2 separate regions of the Mus musculus genome follow, and region 1 is linked to region 2. A link is a contact called in public Micro-C data. All regions are on one chromosome and are shown on one strand. The core of a region is the stretch at or near the end of the contact, and the rest is flanking DNA. Distances in the headings are between cores, read along the strand shown.

What was found. A called contact is a pair of places that touch in the nucleus more often than the background predicts.
Region 1: a contact with region 2 is called in a Micro-C map of the AtT-20 cell line, with 6 times the contacts expected there. The contact joins two enhancer-like sites. A contact is called at or near these places in 4 of 39 promoter capture datasets (the C10 cell line, hippocampal neurons, liver and 1 more), 7 of 15 datasets of contacts at CTCF or cohesin (CD8 T cells, the NIH/3T3 cell line, embryonic stem cells and 4 more), 189 of 484 Hi-C or Micro-C datasets (the 4T1 cell line, the 63-12 cell line, 8-cell embryo and 99 more), 22 of 115 datasets of contacts at active chromatin or transcription factors (the 230-238 cell line, CD8 T cells, the NIH/3T3 cell line and 15 more) and 4 of 9 other capture datasets (adipose tissue, embryonic stem cells, embryonic tail and 1 more).

The regions. Positions count from the first base shown.
Region 1 is chr4:120,105,071-120,107,770 of GRCm38.p6, reverse strand. All of the region lies in intron 5 of Hivep3 (human immunodeficiency virus type I enhancer binding protein 3), which reads right to left. Among named protein-coding and RNA genes, the nearest start is that of Gm36215, 32 kb to the right of the region's middle. Within about 2 kb of position 1,255, at least 4 of the 459 cell types and tissues checked have an H3K27ac peak or open chromatin away from gene starts, as enhancers often do. A contact at or near this core is called in the AtT-20 cell line, where this site is marked.
Region 2 is chr4:119,913,053-119,915,752 of GRCm38.p6, reverse strand. The region is part of intron 1 of Hivep3 (human immunodeficiency virus type I enhancer binding protein 3); the gene reads right to left. Among named protein-coding and RNA genes, the nearest start is that of Hivep3, 100 kb to the right of the region's middle. Within about 2 kb of position 1,387, at least 12 of the 459 cell types and tissues checked have an H3K27ac peak or open chromatin away from gene starts, as enhancers often do. A contact at or near this core is called in the AtT-20 cell line, where this site is marked.

The sequences.
Region 1 (2,700 bases), core at 6-2,505, 190 kb before region 2:
GAGCTGGGTGTAAGCCAGCAGGCACGGTGCTCCTAGGTACTCCCAGACACTGCCTGGAAAACTCAGGTTTTGTTCAGGTGTAAAAGTGGCAGGGGACACGGAGAGGGGACATTAGGGTAGTCCACAGGGGCCAACACTGTGGACAAAAGCATTGCTCCAGGACCAAGTCAAGAAGAGACTTGATATGGTATTATGGAAACCATCTATGGTGTGCCAGGGCAGGGACCTCAGAGGTTCACCAGGCAGGGCTAGCACTCATTTCTGAAGATCAGGTGGATCAGACAAAGGGTAGAATCCATAGGCAGCAGAAAGTGAAGGAACCTGGGCAAGTTAGAGAGAGGCTGAGTTAACACTGCAGGTAAGAGCCACAGTGGGCTCTGCAGGAACAACCATGTGGAAAGATGCCCAGTGGCCCTAACACTGGAGGGTAGGATGCAGGGGATAAAGGGAGAGAGAAGCCATTCTGAGCCCTTGACTACTTCACATACAGACACCAGAATCTAGGGACCGTATGGAATCCAGAAGAAGGCATCTGAGGTGATGTTGAGGTTAGAGTGTGAAGGCTTCATCATCGGAAGTTCAAAGGTTGGAGGAGATACCATGTGTGGTGGTTTGAATGAGAATGACCCCATCTTTGAATGCTTGGTTCCTAGTGGCGGGGGGGGGGGCGTTTAGGAAGAATTAAGAGGTGTGGCCTTTTTGAAGGTTTGTCATTGGGGAGCTCACTGCAGACATAATGTTCTCTCTCTCTCTCTCTCTCTCTCTCTCTCTGCCTACTGCCTCTAAATAAGATGTGAGCTCTCGGCTACTGCTCCAGCACCATGCCTGCCTGCCTGCTGCCATGCTCCCTGCCATGATAGTCATGGACTCACGCTCCGAAACTGTAAACAAATCTCCAATTAAATGCTTTCTTTTATAAATTGCCTTAGTCACTGTCTCTTCACAGCAGTAGAAAAGTAACTAAGACTATGATTGGGAAGTGCGGGCCTTGCTTAGCTGTACCGAGTTTGTAAGTGTCCTAGGCAAAGATGCCATAGGTGTCCGAGAAAAGGTCTGGAGCTCAGAGTGAGGGCCCAGCTCTGATCCCAGACATTGCAGCAAGAGTAATGAGAAGTCTGAAGCCAAAGAGTAGGATGATGTCAGCAAGACAGGCAACCTTGGCAAGAATCCAAGAGTCTCAGTGGTCACCTGGAGAGCTCTGACCAGCCTACTTTATATACCAGCTGTCAAACCACCCTGTCCACCTCACCCAGACTGGCCCTCCAGCTGTCTGTCACCCCACCCTGTCCACACCACCCAGCCTGGTCCTACAGCTCTGGGAAGCCCCCTGTGGGTGCTGTGGGTATCTCGGCCCCGATGGTCCCTACCTCAGAACAGGGTTTTGTATTGCTACCTTGCTTTGGTCCACAAGCAGCTTAAGTACTGAATAACAGTTTGATACTAACTAGGTCACTATAACGTCTAGCCTAAAGCTCCTACAAGGCACAGATTAAGTCTATCCTCCATGATGGATTGACTAATTGGTCAACTGCTAGACTGAGAGTCAAGGAATGTGGCTGGTGATCCAAAGACTTGAGGAAGCTAGACACACAAAACACCCATCTTTCTATACTTGGCTTATTAGATTAACATGTGAACAGGCCCTGTTTGTACCTGCACAGATGCCATGGAGAAATTACCCACTAGCAGATGCATACGAAGCAGACCAGAGTCCCACCAGCGCGACTGACTGAATGTTTTAAGTTCTCTCAGGATCAGAGATGACTGGGATTGTCCATCCTTACTCCCACGGTCTTAGAGTACACAACTCTGTAGTCAGTGGACGAGACTCCAGGGCCAAGGAGGGTGCATTAGCAGCTGGCAAACTATAGAAGTTACGTACCAATCCTTCCTCCCAGCCCCATGCTCCCAAAATAAGACTCAGACTCAAAATATATTTACAAATACCTTGGCCACATAGCTAGGCTCTACTCTGACTAGAATTCATATCCTAAGATACCTGTTCATTTATTTTACCCTACATTCTATCATGCAGCTGGTTACTGTGCTCAGGTACCATGTCTGTCTCCTCATATCTTCCCAGGCCGATCTCCCACACCTGTCTCTATCCCAGAATCTCTCCCGCCTCCCAGATATCCGACCTTCTATTTCCTGCCTAAGTCTTGGGCTTTTTCATTGACAGGTGATGCATCCATACATTACACAAGATATTCTCTCTACAGCAGACAGTTCTGCCTCCCTCTCTGGGCTCTTGCTGGACTCTGAGCAGGCCTCATTACAGACCCTTTACCAGTATGTACTGCTGTGAAACAAGATATTGTAAGTGTTAAAGAGAGAGAAAGAAGAAGGCAATGAGGCTAAGAAGAAACGGTTAGTGTAGACTGGCCTTAAGCATGTGTTCAGGATCCTGGAATAGGTGCACCCTTGGTGACAGATGAGACAAGCACTTGGTGAGTCCTGGTCCCATTCATGAGACGCTGTGGAGGTGTCCTCAGATAGGTATCAACACAAAATGCTCCCCCTTTTCATATCAGCAAATATTCCTAGTGGGTAGCACCGAGCCCATGAAAGAAGAGGTTTACCAGAAGCGAGGGTAGGAAGCACAGTAGATCTTAGAGTCAGGGTGAGGGGCAGCTGAGCTGAGGATGGAAAGAACCTGATTATCGATACCATGTGACCAGCTAGAAGCACAAGGATGAC
Region 2 (2,700 bases), core at 138-2,637:
TGGCTCACAACCATCCGTAACGAGATCTGACTCCCTCTTCTGGAGTGTCTGAGGACAGCTACAGTGTACTTACATATAATAAATAAATAAATCTTTAAAAAAAAAAGAAAAAAAAAGAAAAAAAAAAACAATTTAAGAGATGCTATGCTGAAAACAGCCAGGTCCGGTGGGCCAATTCTCACAAGATTCATGCTAGGAAGAATCGACAGAAACCTCCAGCTTGAACTGAGTGGTACCTGAGGAGGGCCACACAACCCTGTCCAGGGGCTGCCTGCATCAGTCTGGAGGGCATATGTCCTCATTCCTTCTGGCAGTTGTGCTCTGCAAACAGCTTCTCCCTAGCTCAGGGACAGCCAGGGACCCAGGCATTGGTGCCTGCACTGCTGATCCACTGCGTTCATAATGTGTCCACAGTAGCCATGTGCAGAGGCTTCCAGGAGGTTCATTTGCTCTCTCAAAGCAAAGAAAGGTTGGGATGAAGGGCTGAGCTGTCCCAGGTGCTGGTCAACAGGACTAAGGACTCCTTTACTCCACACATGGGCCTGCTTCTCTCCCCTGGAGCCCGAGTGGTCTTGAGTTTTGTTTTCTCTCAGAGAGTGCTATACCAGGTATGGCCATGCTGTAAGAGTCCTAGAAGCTTCACTGTCCTGGGAATCCTGAGCCCAGCACATTGTGGGGAAATCTGGTATGATGGCTGGTGGGTAAGAATCCATGTGGGGGTCACCAGGTGCTTCAGCTTGGAGCCAGCACCCAGACCGGACGCATGTGGGTGGGACTTTCTTCTTTGTCCAGTCCAGCTGAATGCAGCTGCGGGGTGAGTCTATCCTAGACCAGCAGAGCTATCAGCCAGATCTGGGAGCCATAAATGTCACAGCTTCAGCCTACTGAGTTTGGGACCATCTTCATGCGACACAAACGAATGAAGGGAAATAGAACACAAAGCCTAGCAGGGAGCTATTGAGAGGTCAGTGCTCTTAACCGCTAAGCCATCTCTCCGGCCCGGCATTTCTAATTTATGTTTAGGTAAATAAAGTTTGATGTTCCTCTCTGGTTCTGTAGGGAACCTACAGAAGCAAGGCAGCACCTACTTCACTAAGTCTGCAGAGCTCCCTGGGTGTTGTGGATACAAGGACCGAGGAGGCTACCACACAGAGGTAACAAGCATGACAGCATGGCTAAGGACACACTCTGAACGTGGTGGGTCAGAAGCCGAAGCACAGAAGCCTTGCTGTGGCCCCTGCCTGCCACTGAGCTCCACAGCAGCTGTTTGCAAAACAGAGCTGGCACTGGCTGCTGGAGGTGAGAGGCTGGGCTGGGCTGGGCTGGGCTAGGCTGGGCTGGGCCCTTTCTGCCTTCTCCGTGAAGTCCTGGGCAGTCCCTTCCCTGAAACAAGGAAGAGATTAGCTCCTTTGCTTCTGATCCTTTCCCCTCCCTTTCTCCTCCATTATCCAGCCCTGAACCGTGACTGGGCAAAAGAGACTATGATTAATGCAATCTGCACTCTCATAATTACCAGGTGGAGTTAAATGATGGCCCCAAAGAACTTAGAGCACAATGAAAGAGGGTTGGGAAAGAGGCAGTGCCATTTAGATTTTCCTGGGGTCAGAGGGGAGACTAAAGTCTGAAGGTGCAGGGAGCCTATCCTGAGCCCCTAAGGAGGCAGGGACTTCAGGAGGAGGAGGTGAAGAGAGGACTTAGTGCAGGGTAGGAGGATGAAGAAGGCATAATATGGGCTGGGAAGATGGTGGCATGGATAGAGGGCTTACTGTGCAAGTGTGGAGGCCAGGGTTCAAATCCCTAACGCTAATGTAAAAAGCTGGGCAGAGGTGGCAGCCGGGCAGCAGCCTGTGATCCCAGAGTTAGAGTTCAGAACGTGGAGAGAGATGATCACTGGGGCAAGCTGAGTAGCTAGACTTGTCTAATCAATGAGTCCTAGATGAGCATTAGCAAATAATGTAGGAAGTGATTGAAGAAGGCACTAAACTCTCCGTCAACAAAACTATACTTAGGCCTGCACACATGTGAGCCCAAAAGTATATGAATACAAACACACATCACACACTGTACGCACACATACATATACCACGCACACACCACCCACCACACACACACAAACATATCATATACATATATACTACACACATACATATGCACACCACACACACATACACACACCACACACATACACACCACACATATGCACACTACATGTATACCACACACACACACGCTACACATGCTACACACACACACACACCTCATATACATATACACTACACACATACATATGCACACCACCCACACACACACACACACACACACACACACACACACACACACTACACACATACCACATTACATACCACACACACCTATCACATACACACACCACACGTGTACACCACAGACACACACACACACACGTACACATGTACACACCTCACATAAAGGCACAATAGCAAGGAGCAAAAGTCCCCTCCCCTGCCACAGGTAATTCCTTGGGAATCATCACTCCCCTCCTCTCTGAGGTTTCCTCTGTCCTTCTTCCACAGTCTCCAGAGTGATGTCGTTCTTCCTGATCTGTCCTGTCCAGCCCCATCATGGCACTACACAGAGAACTAGAGCTACTGAGTCTTAAGAATGCTGCTAGAGTAGTGGATCTCAACCTGTGGGTCATGAACCTTTCCAGCCACTTATCGG